Regions from separate parts of the Mus musculus genome. Here region 1 is linked to region 2. Evidence: chromatin contacts called from public HiChIP or PLAC-seq data. All regions are on one chromosome and are shown on one strand. Each heading gives the region's core, a stretch centred on a gene start, on an enhancer-like site or on the middle of the called end of the contact. The rest is flanking DNA. Distances are from core to core; before and after follow the strand shown. Region 1 overlaps Gm32838 (a long non-coding RNA gene). Region 2 has its middle 18 kb from the start of Bhlhe41.

The links. HiChIP or PLAC-seq counts read pairs in DNA pulled down with a chosen protein or histone mark.
Region 1: a contact with region 2 is called in an HNF4G HiChIP or PLAC-seq map of pancreatic cancer cells. The contact joins two enhancer-like sites. A contact is called at or near these places in 5 of 39 promoter capture datasets (the 3T3-L1 cell line, liver, pre-B cells and 1 more), 1 of 484 Hi-C or Micro-C datasets (nephron progenitors) and 2 of 115 datasets of contacts at active chromatin or transcription factors (double positive thymocytes and pancreatic cancer cells).

What each region holds. Positions count from the first base shown.
Region 1 is chr6:146,008,087-146,013,741 of GRCm38.p6, forward strand. All of the region lies in intron 2 of Gm32838 (a long non-coding RNA gene), which reads left to right. It overlaps Gm32914 (a long non-coding RNA gene), which reads right to left. Exons shown (of 4, transcript XR_869600.1): 1 at 5,060-5,655. Among named protein-coding and RNA genes, the nearest start is that of Gm32914, 3.2 kb to the right of the region's middle. Within about 2 kb of position 2,580, at least 102 of the 459 cell types and tissues checked have an H3K27ac peak or open chromatin away from gene starts, as enhancers often do. A contact at or near this core is called in pancreatic cancer cells, where this site is marked.
Region 2 is chr6:145,880,485-145,886,244 of GRCm38.p6, forward strand. No RefSeq gene overlaps it. Among named protein-coding and RNA genes, the nearest start is that of Bhlhe41, 18 kb to the left of the region's middle. Within about 2 kb of position 2,682, at least 64 of the 459 cell types and tissues checked have an H3K27ac peak or open chromatin away from gene starts, as enhancers often do. A contact at or near this core is called in pancreatic cancer cells, where this site is marked.

The DNA.
Region 1 (5,655 bases), core at 1,330-3,829, 130 kb after region 2:
GAGTCCCTAAATAAACTGTGGTGTTGAGGAACATAGATGGGAATAGAAACACAACATAAATTGAGCTCCCACCTCCAAGGGCAAAGTCAAACTAACAAAAAAATTACCTTCTGCTGACCATGCCTGGACCATCCCTGCCGGGAGACAAAAACACGGGGCTTCCTTTCCATGCTAGCAGGGTTGCAGTGGTGGGTCTAGGCTCCCTGGCTTACCTCCTGCTTAAAGGGAATTCATTCTGGAATCACGTCAGGGATAGTACATTTACCAAGCGTGTTGTGGACAGGACAGTGTCTCTGTGAGTCCAGATCCATATGTAAAACCTTGAACTCCCACATGGCAATATTTGAAGCCCTTAAAAGAGGGCTCTAAGGCTAAACGAGATTGATAAGGAGGTTTCTAATCCAGTTCGGCTGGTCTCCATGGATCTGGGCACACAGCCAAGCAGCATGGTGTTGAGAGGTTGCTTTCTGCATACCACCCCTGGTGGTGGATCTCACTCTCTGGCTGTGGGCTTCCACAGTGGGAAAATACGTTTCTATTGTTGGAAGTACCCGTTGGGAGGATTCATCATAGCAGCCCTAGCTGGCTAACACAGGAGTGAGTGTTCTTCAAGCCACAGGACAGCTAGGGGTTACTGATGGGAACTGAGTCACTTCTGATAGGTGGGGTGGAAAAGGGAGGGAAAGTGACAGTCCCTGGGCCATCTCCAGCTGCCAGCTCTGTTTGGAGGCGGAGAGCAGGGGTAGCAGATGGGAGTGTGGTGAGTGCCTTCTGCAGGTGAGTCACAGGGTATCTGGGCACACAACCCACTATCAGCAAGCACACAGCCATCTTCCAGCCTCTACTTACCATGAGAGCCATGTGAGGCCAGGTGAAGGCATGCCAGACTCACAGCATGTCTATTGTCTTTGCCCTCTGAGGCCTTTGCTCTCTCTCCCTCTGTGGGCTTCTGAAGTTTTTATAGCCATAGTCACCATCAAAGGGTGCTGGCTGGGGGCTTATTTCACTTCTGCTAGTTCCCCATCTCTGCCTCTTTGGGGTGATATGACTTCATGCCTTTTCTATGCATACTCATTATAAGGATTTTCCCATTTGCAAGACACTTAGAACCTTTTCCCGGTGAGGCTTGGGACCCCTGCCTTGTAGTTCAAGGACTCTGAGATGGCATAGAAGCCTGGCCACTTGGGTTGTCTGCAGTGTTGTTGGGCATACTCCTGGCTGTCCTTTCTGTTCACAGCAGCACTCCTTGGTCAGGATGCTTGCCCTGGAAACCTCTCAGGTGCCAACTAGGAACCCTCCCTTCTGCTCTGAGAGGCTGGTGCTTTCAGCATGCCTTGGGGAGGGCAGTGGCTGTCATCTCCCATGGGATGCCTGAGGGCTCTGTGGGTCCTTATCCTTTTCCTTCTCCATTCTCCTCCCAGTAAAGAAAACAGGGTTCTCTCACTATTCCCTCTCTTTGTTTTGTTTATTTTGCTTTATTTCATTCCTTCAAAGGTGGTTTTTAGTTGTGGATAAAATGTAATGTCAACAACAGTTTACCAAAGCTTATGCCTGCCTGCACCTCCCGCTGTTCCCTCTCTGCTCGGCTGGGCACCGCAGCTGCAGGAGACTGGACCCGCTTCCCAGCTCCCAGCATGGGACACGGACACACACACACACACACACACACACACACACACACACGCTCCAAAGCACAAGGAGGAGCGTTGACCTCTTAGGAGATGTCCCCAGAGCCAAAGAGACAGTCGTGGAGTATTATTTCTGTCTCTTCTCACCTTCATCTCTCACCTGTTCCGAACCAGCCATTTGGAATGAGCAGGCTAAAACAGAAATCAACGATTTGTATTATTTTATGCTAGACTATCATTAAGACAGAAGCTTGCTTGCCACCCCAAGGAACTGAGGGTATCAAGCACAAGGCAGTGAACGTTTTTAGAACTATAGCTCCTGTATGGTCACATGGCTTTTTATACTCAGATTTCAGAGAAACGGGCGACATTTCCCACACACACAGGCCAACATCCCGATTCAGCCAGCCACAGAGCACTGCAGGGTGGATGCGTTCCAGTTCACTGGGGTTTGGAACAGCAGCTCTCATCCCCGGAGAAGGGATTCTCTGTGGAGGCTGAACTAGCAGTGTTCAAGCGTGGCTTGTGGCTGGCACGTAGGCCATCGGGGATCATCTGTGCTCCATCCTGCCAGACCAGGGCAATCCTGGGGAGGGCAGGGATTTACTGCCCACACGGGAGCAACAAGAAGCCATTTCTCTCACTCAGCTTCTCGGGCTCCTTTTGTCTGCAAGGACTGCCATTGCCCCAACCAGTTCAGTATCTAACTTATCATGTCTGCATTCTTCCCTAGCAGTCCAGGCCTGTCTGCTACCAGGAACAGGTGCCAAATCGGAGTATGGAATTTTCCCGGCAGGCCTCAGGGACTGCCTGCTGCCAAGGCAACTGTGGTTGGGTCGGGAATACTATCAAACCACAGATCTGGAAAAGGAAGGCCAGGCCACCCTTTCGGCTTGAGTCAGCTCAGGTACAGGCTGTCCCTTGAGGAAAGGCTCCCCTATGCCAAACACAGACAAGGACTGCAAACAAGGTTGGTTCCCACTGGGCAGCTTCCCAGAACTAGGCCAATTCAGGCCCTGTAAGGACAAAGGAGAGAGGCTTTTCTGGGAAGGCCACAGCAGGCTCTGCCCAGTAGGAGCAGCAAAAGCCACATCATTTCTAGGGAAGCCCCAGACACCTGTGTTAATGAGTGTCTGAGGTGAGATGGAGACCTTTGTGGGTGCCAGGAAGAAAAAGAAGCAGAGCTGTGTTGTGTATAGATGTAGTCCTGGAATCAGGACAGCAAGAACAAAGCCAGTGACATCCCAGAGCTGAGGTCAGAAGTCCAAGCTGCTGTGGCCCAGTGTATCGCAAGCACGAGGACCCAAGTTCAGTCTCCCAGAACTCACGTTGAAAAGCTGGGTGTGGTGGCACACACTTGTAATCCCAGAGATGCGGAGGCAGAAGGAGGTGGATCCCTGGGGCTCACTCTCCAGCTAGCCCAGCCTAACCAGTGGACTCAGACTCATGAGAGCCCCAATCTCAAACAATAGCAACAGCAAGTAAAAGCCCTAAGGTGCGCAGCACCTGGGAAATGCCAGCTGAGTTCTGATTCAATGCAGGTGTACAAATGCGTGGTCATTTCTATACAGTGCATGGTTACACATGGCCCACACATGCATGGTCACCCCCTCCCTCCATATATGTATATGTACATCCCTATACAGTGTACTCCCTCTCCCCCTTTCCTCCCCTGCCTCTGTTTGTCTCCCAGCCAAATAGGTAGACATGGAGAAGCAAGTGTTTTGTTTTTTTTTTTCTTTTCTGTGGTGTATATGATATATGTACATGAGTGTGTAGGTTCGTGTACCCTGTGCACCATCAGGTGTCTTCCTCTATTGCTCTTAACCTTATCCCCTTAAGATAGAGTCTCTCACTGGACCAGAAGACCATATTTTTAGCTAGGCTGACTGGCCAGCGGCCAGCAAGCTCTCAGAGTTGACCCATCTCCACCTTTCTGATACCAGTGCTACAAGGCACAGTGCAGTCACATCCAGATCCTCACAAGGGTGCTGCGATTTGAACTCACGTCACTGTGCTTGAAGAGCAAGTGCTCTTACCCACTGAGCCACCATCTCCAAGCCCAGGAGAAGAAGCAAGTTCTTTGGAGCCTGTCAGGAACAGGTCGACACTGCCAGCATTACCCACTAGGGCTCAAGTCTTCTTATCCTGTGGAAGGAGCCCCACCCACAGCCAATATGGTGGGCAGCACAACTGGACAGGTGGGAGACTTGTAACTAGCTTTCTTTTCTCTTCCTGGGCCCTGAGAACTTGGCTGTGATTCTAAGACCACTTCCAAGGTGGTGAGGCCATTGAGGGGCCATCAGCTTGGGAACAGGAAGGTCCACCAACCCCTGCTGTGGCTTTGATTGTTAGAGGTGTTACTTAGCCTGGCTTCACACTCTCTTCTGATGCTTTTCCTCATTTTTTTTTTTTTTGTACATTTCTTTAATAGGATTAAGAGGTTTCTGACTTAAAGCCTAAAATTGCTCTTAGGATGAAAGGCAGATTCTGTGGCTGTACGGGCAGCACGGTGTCAAACCCCCTTCTGCTGGCAATGATGAGGTTTCCTCTCTAGTCACCACGGAAAGGTAGAGGACGATGTACCTGGCCAATAACTTTTGCGCTATTCTTTGGTGTTATTTTATTTCCCTAATGGATAAAAGTGTTGATCCTTTTTCTTTTTTTCTTCAAATGTCTCTCTTTGGTTTATATGCCTCCTTCTGAGAGCTGTTAGTCTGTTTACTGGTGGGAATATTTGGAGGTTTGGGGTTCTTTATACGCCTAGGGATGAGCCTCTTGTCAGACACACAGTCGGCAAGGAATGTTCTCTGTGTCTAGCTGTCTGGACACTCCCCGTTATTTCCTTTCCTGTGCAGAGGGTTTTGAATTTCATGCAACCCCACATGTCAGTTTTGTGTGGCCTGAGTCATTTTCGGAAAGCTGGAATGGCTGCCCTGTACCTTCCTCTGGCGGTTTCAGAGTTTAGGGTCTTCCAGCGAGTGCTGTGCAGAACAAGAGACGTGGATCTGGCTTTCTACCCTTTGAAGGACCTGGCCTTTTTGTTTTGGGGTTTTTGTTTGTATGTTTTTAAACACCTTTGTCGTTTTGAGGCAGGGTGTCAGCCAGCAGCTCAGGTGACTGTGACCTTGTGTCAGAACCCTTCCTTTGATCATCTGACTCTACTTCCCCAGTGCTGGGATACAGGTCATGACCACTCCCAGATATGACTTTTTTTTTCAGTTTTTTTAATTAATTATTTTATTTATTTATATCCCAAATGCTGCCCTGCTCCCAGTCTCTGCTTGCAGAGTTTTTCCCTCTCTCCCTCCCTTTTCACCTCTGAAAGAGTGACCCTTCTCTCAGTGGGAGAGGATGTGCCCAATCTTGTAAAAACTTGCTTTTTTTTTTTTTCATAGAAAAATTTAAAGGCTCTAAGAGACCAGGCTCACCTGTCACTTGTGGCTCTGGCTGTGAGGCTGAGACTCCATCAGAAGAGGTATAAACATTTCCATATGTCTGATGAAAAGATTCCTGGCCTATAGAAAAATGGAAACAGAGAAATTATTGGCCTGTGTGTTCGAGGGTTCCTTCATGGCCACACATGTACATGGGAAATCTGGCTACTGCAAACAGAAAACAGAAAGGGCAGAATTTTTGGGTCTAAAAAAAACACTTGACAGGGACACTTATGGAGAAGATATTTTCAGAGAACATTTGAAATTTTAAAAAGCTGACTAAAGGCATAGGTGAAGCTAAGTAAAACACAGGTGCTGGCTTTTATCACTTAATTCAACAAGAATTCTTGATTTGAGGTCAAAGAGAAGGAGCTAGGAGTCTACTTCCTGCCCAGATAGCATTGATAAACTAGATTTAGATCTGGGGCCCATTGGCCTATGATGCTGAAACTTTAGCTTCATGACCATATGTGGTCCCCATTTCACGAGTGCGTGAAGCATGTGGTCAGTGAGAGACGATACTTTCAACTCAAGACAGTGGGACAAGAAAACCTGTCACGTAACTCTGAGTAAACAGGGTATGCCAAGTA
Region 2 (5,760 bases), core at 1,432-3,931:
GCTGAGAGCAGGGTCTGAAGCAGGCAGGAGACTGCAGGTACCATGCTCAGGTACACAACTCCTCCATATGATGCCATACCAGAGCGCCCACAACATTCCCATCCATCTTCCATCTATGATTTTTGTTTGAGGTTCACCATGCCAAAAGGTGGATGGCCTTTGGGGTTGGAAACTCTGAGCCCAGGATTTAACTGTTGACCCATCTATTTGTCTGAAAAAGGCGAAGTCTTGACCAGTCTGACAGCTGCTGGCCACGTGTGGTTACTGAGCACTCGAAATCTGGTTAGCTAAACTAAGGTACTGGGTTTTTCATCGTATATAATTTTAGCCAACTTAAATTTACATAGCCACAGGTGGTTAGTGGCTGTCCTGTTGCACAGTGAAAGTCCAGCTGCTTCAGTCATTTCTAAATACCAGAAGCCAGACAGCTTCTCAGCGTGTTCTTTTCCTAGCTTGTGTGGGATGTATTTGTGTGGGAAGAAAAAATATTAATTATGAAGCATAAGTTCAGGCAAGGAAAGAGAAATGGCAGCCATCACCCTCTCTAAGCTTTGTGATCTGACAAATGTCTGTCTGTCTATAATTTATCCATCTGTCTATCTATTTATCTGTCATCTATTACCTATCTATCATCTATCTTTCCATCTATCTATCTATCTATCTATCTATCTATCTATCTATCTATCTACCTATCATCTATCATTTCTCTATCATCTATCATCTATCTTTTTATATACCTTATCTGTCTATCATCATCATCTATCTAACTATATCTGTCTATGATTCATTTAATGCAGAAAGCAATGGGCTTCACTATAACATTTTCGTCTACCTATGTTATGGTACCTTGCTCTCCCCCTGCCTGCTCACTCCCTCTCTCCTCTCCTCAATGGTCTTCCCTCCATACAAAGGGGTTGCTTTGTGTCACTCCCCACCCAATCCCACATATGAGGGAAAATCCTTTTGTCTCTGCATTGCCCTCTCTCACACACCCCCCCATTGGACCCCTGCACCGTCTAGTCTCCTTTCAACTCTTATCTGTCAGACTTATTTGAATTTTACTGGAAACCAAATAGTATAACATATCAAAGCTTAAGAATAGTGGTCTTGAATTTGTTGTGAATGTTCTATCTACTTCTCGTGAGTAAATGGCAGCACCATAACTTTAATGGTGCATTACAATGCCATGCATGTAGTAGTCAGGGTTAGATGGAAGTAGTGGTGTGGTAGTGAATGTTTAACTGGACCTCAGGGAAAAGCATGTCTGTATGTGCAGTCTGAAAGATGTGTAGAAAACACATACAGTGATGTGCAATAATAAAATATGCATTGCTCACATAAATTCCATGAAGCTGATTAATTCTCAGTGAATGGTTTTATTGATTTCTGCTGACCCTGTATCCTTTGCCAGCCTACAGTTGCAATTAATTCATAAATGTAATTCCAACATGAAAGTTGGTTGAGACTTTTGTTTATTTTAGTGATTAAGGTGAAAGTACTACGGAGAAAAGACTTTTTAAAATAACCTTAGTCATTTGTTAAATACAGGAGCAATTAGTAACAACTCTCACACAATGGGAAATGGTTTTTCTGCTTTCTTGTGTGTTACTCACAATGCAAAGTTCCGATGCGACACAGTGCTAAGTACAATCAACATGACACATGATTTCTCTGGCCTAATAACCAAGAAAACCAACCCCTGAAGTTTCTGCCAATTTTCATAGTGTAAATACTTGCAAGAGACTCTCTACCAACAATGTATCAGTGAAAGTGGAGGTGGGGGATTACAGGCAGGGAGGAAGCAGAAGAGACACTTCCTTGGCTTGGTGTGGAATTTACCTGATCGTCATCAGCTACAAGAGTTAGAAACACCTGGAGTGCTGGCTTGTGAAATGCAGGGTATGATATTGAATGGACTTTACAGCACAATTCTCTGATTTGGACAAATGTTGAATGAGGGTAATATTGTCACCTGGAGGCTGAGACTGCGTGAAGATCAGCCTAGGCCTCCAGGCTCTGAGGCAGGAACAACTGAAACCAACAGAACAAAAGAAACCCAAGAGCTCCCAGCAGCTAAACTAGGGGAGCTACACCACCGAGGCCACAGTGATCCTTCTTGTGAGGTGAGAGATGGGCTTTATTCTCTCTCATTGGCCCTGTGGCATTGAGACCCAGGACCTCTGAAATGTAGCTCTCCTCCTGTGTAGTGTCTCAAGCACAGAGGTGTTTCCCCTGTTCTGTAGCAACACAAAGCAGGAGCAGACGGAAGCGAGCCTTATTGACTCCTGACTCTTGAAGACAGACCGGAGCCCAGTAAATATTTGTAGAAAGACTAGATGACCTCACAGAATGGGGCTACTGTTTGTGGTGGAGTAGCTTTTAATTTCTACATGACTAAATTTTTACTCTGTGATCATATATTAATATATTATCAAATTTGAATGGGTATGCTACTAATAGTCTAAATACTCACTAAAACTACGTCTTAGAGCCAGATGTGCTGCTGTGAACCTGGGATCCCATACTTGGAAGGCTGAGGAAGAGGGTCATTCACAGATAATCACTTCTGTAGCACCACACCAAGACACTTTCATCTATCGTTTCAGCTAATGTATACTGGTGTAACTTTTAGTGACCCACCTACTCTCTGTTTCTGTGGAGTTACCCATTTGGATATCTCATGTGCACAGAACCATGTGAGTCATTGCTCTCTACAGTTGAGTTCATTTCCTGTTTTCAGGGTTAATCCTTGCAATAGCATACAATATTTTACTAGTTTTTTTTTTTTTACTGCTAAACCACATTGCATTGCATGACTATGGCACTTTTATTTGCCCACTTAGCAGTTGATAGAATCCAGGGCATGTTCTTTTTTTTTTTTTTTTTCATTTTTTATTAGGTATTTAGCTCATTTACATTTCCAATGCTATATCAAAAGTCCCCCATACCCACCCACCCCCACTCCCCTACCCACCCACTCCCCCTTTTTGGCCCTGGCGTTCCCCTGTACTGGGGCATATAAAGTTTGCGTGTCCAATGGGCCTCTCTTTCCAGTGATGGCCGACTAGGCCATCTTTTGATACATATGCAGCTAGAGTCAAGAGCTCCGGGGTACTGGTTAGTTCATAATGTTGTTCCACCTATAGGGTTGCAGATCCCTTTAGCTCCTTGGGTACTTTCTCTAGCTCCTCCATTGGGAGCCCTGTGATCCATCCATTAGCTGACTGTGAGCATCCACTTCTGTGTTTGCTAGCCAGGGCATGTTCTTTTGAGCGCTCATGAATGACATTCTGAGCACCAGGCATGAGGCTGTGTGCACTTGCTTTCAGTTCTCTAGGATGTGGGCTGGGGCAGATGCTAGTTACATAGTAACTGAGGGACAGACAGCTTTGCGAAAGGGCTTCAGCCCCCACTGCATTCTTGCCAGAAGTGTATGAAGGTTCCGTTTCCACCACATGGTCAGGGAAGTTACCAGCCACAGAAAGGTGTGATGAATGTTAAATCGACTTCTCAGTAAGTGTAAACCTTTTAGGATTTGACCAAAAATTTGTATTCAAAGGCATAGTTTTAGTTACAACCTTATAAATCTAAATGGTTTGTAAGAATAAAACTTCCAAGTGTAAGACTAAAACTTCCAGGCTTTACCATGCAACCAAGAGCACAGAGCAAGGATCTCAGGCTGGAAGGGTTTAACTGTCTTTCTTAGGGTGCTCCTAAAACTTGAAGTAAATTTACAGTACATGTTGTGGGGGTACACTCTTGTTATCCCAGTACTTGGGAGATACAGGCAAAGGGATCAGGTGTTCAGGGCCAGTCTTAGCTACAGGAGACCCATGTCAACAAAAACAAACAAAACAAAGTAACAAGTGGCTGTTGGGGTGGAGGGGGGTGTCTTAATTCTGAAGGTTTCTGGAAGCAGTAATGCTTGAGCACTGGTTCAGTCAAGAAATCTTGTAACAAAAATAAAAAAACAATATGTAGCATAGAGGCTGTGAAGAGACAAAGGCAGGAAGATACTCCAGAAGAGGAATGGAGATGCTCCTTCAAACAGGACATATGTGCTACTGTGTTTCCATATGACCTGACACAGCCAGACAAGCCCTTACTTCTCTCTCTCCCCATTCGACACTGAACTTTTAAGTGTCTCGTGACACTAGAAGAAGCCACTGCATGCTGGTGTCTGTCATATAATTTGCACTCAATATATGTTGTTTGTTAAAGTTAGTATTAAAGTAACAAGTCCCAAAACTTAACATTTTGGAAATAGTATTCGATGTGGAGCATATGTCTAAGTTTTGCTAGCCAGATTGTGGGATATCCAGTTACGTGGTCACTGTGCCTCGATGTAATAGAATAATATTGGGCCCAAGTGGGCACACATAGACACATAGATGCATATACATGTGGTCACACATGCACATATGTACACACACATACACACACACATATACACATAGGCACACACACTCAATTCATCCATATTAGGCCTGGAGATTCAAGGAAAAGTTCCAGAACCCAAACCCTTCTGTGTATTGTGTTGCGTGTTGTGTATGTTCTCAAGGTCTGTCACCCCTCACTCCTTCAGAAGTAGTGAAAGAACACATGAGCCTTGCACTATGTTAGAGTGTCCTGTCTCAAACTTGAAGTTGAGTTCTGCCACCTGAATGCTGTCCTAACCTTGGACATCTACTGTGATTTGTAGCTCTCTCTTGATTGTGTCAGAGGGCTCAAGGTCAAGTTCCTATCAGCCATAAGGAGGAAGCACTTGGAGAGAGTGGGGTGACTTCAGAACAGCCCAGGAGTGCTTCTCTTTGCTTGCCCAACATGCACGTATTCCATACACATAGCCTGCCTGGGACAGCGCTCCTTCACTGGGTTTCAGTTCTGAGTGGCACATTACAATAAAGGCTTTAGGACCATACACCCGACCCAGTCCAGCACCTCATGGTTTTATATTTAACCAGTTATCGCTTTATATGCAGATGCTACAAAACTGGTTTATTTTTTCCACCTAAGCTCATTATTTTATTTCCTTAGGAGTGACAATGTTGTTTAATTATCATGAACTATAGTTTAAACATCTTTCCCAAAGAGCTGTTCACAAGTGCCTATTAAGAAGCCCAATTAAAAGATACACTTTTTAACTTTTGTACAAATCTTTGCATTGTTTATAGTTTGGGAAGCCATCTATATCATTATAAACTATCTCCTTGCTAAAAGATGTTAAAGAGGACTGTGCGGCAGTAAGAGCCAAGATTTTAAACTCTACTAAAAACAAAACAAACCAACAAAGAGACTTTATCTATTTATGTTCATTAAAAAAACTAATAGTGATATATTATTTTAAAATATCATACAGTTAATATATTTGGAGTTATTTAAAATTTATATTGAGAAAAATGTATGTATTTTCAGTATTGCTGTTAACAAACATCTACACAAGACTGTTTAACTGATTGTTGTTTTATATCAAACAACTTTTATAATACTCATTTTTAATTGTTACAATATTTAAATTTTAAAGAATATAATAAAAAATGAAAGGTATTGCAGGTTTTGAAGGGGGGCCTCTCCGGAAGGAGTTGGGGTACAAAAGGGAAAGAAGCATGTGATGTAAGTCTATTTACTCAAAATATGTTTTTATATGTTAACAAATTCAGGTAAATTGAAATTATGTATCTCTTTTCATCGTAATGCAAAAAAACTTAAAGGGAAAAAAACAAAAATAAAATGGGGACTCATTAGAGACTTAGGCACACA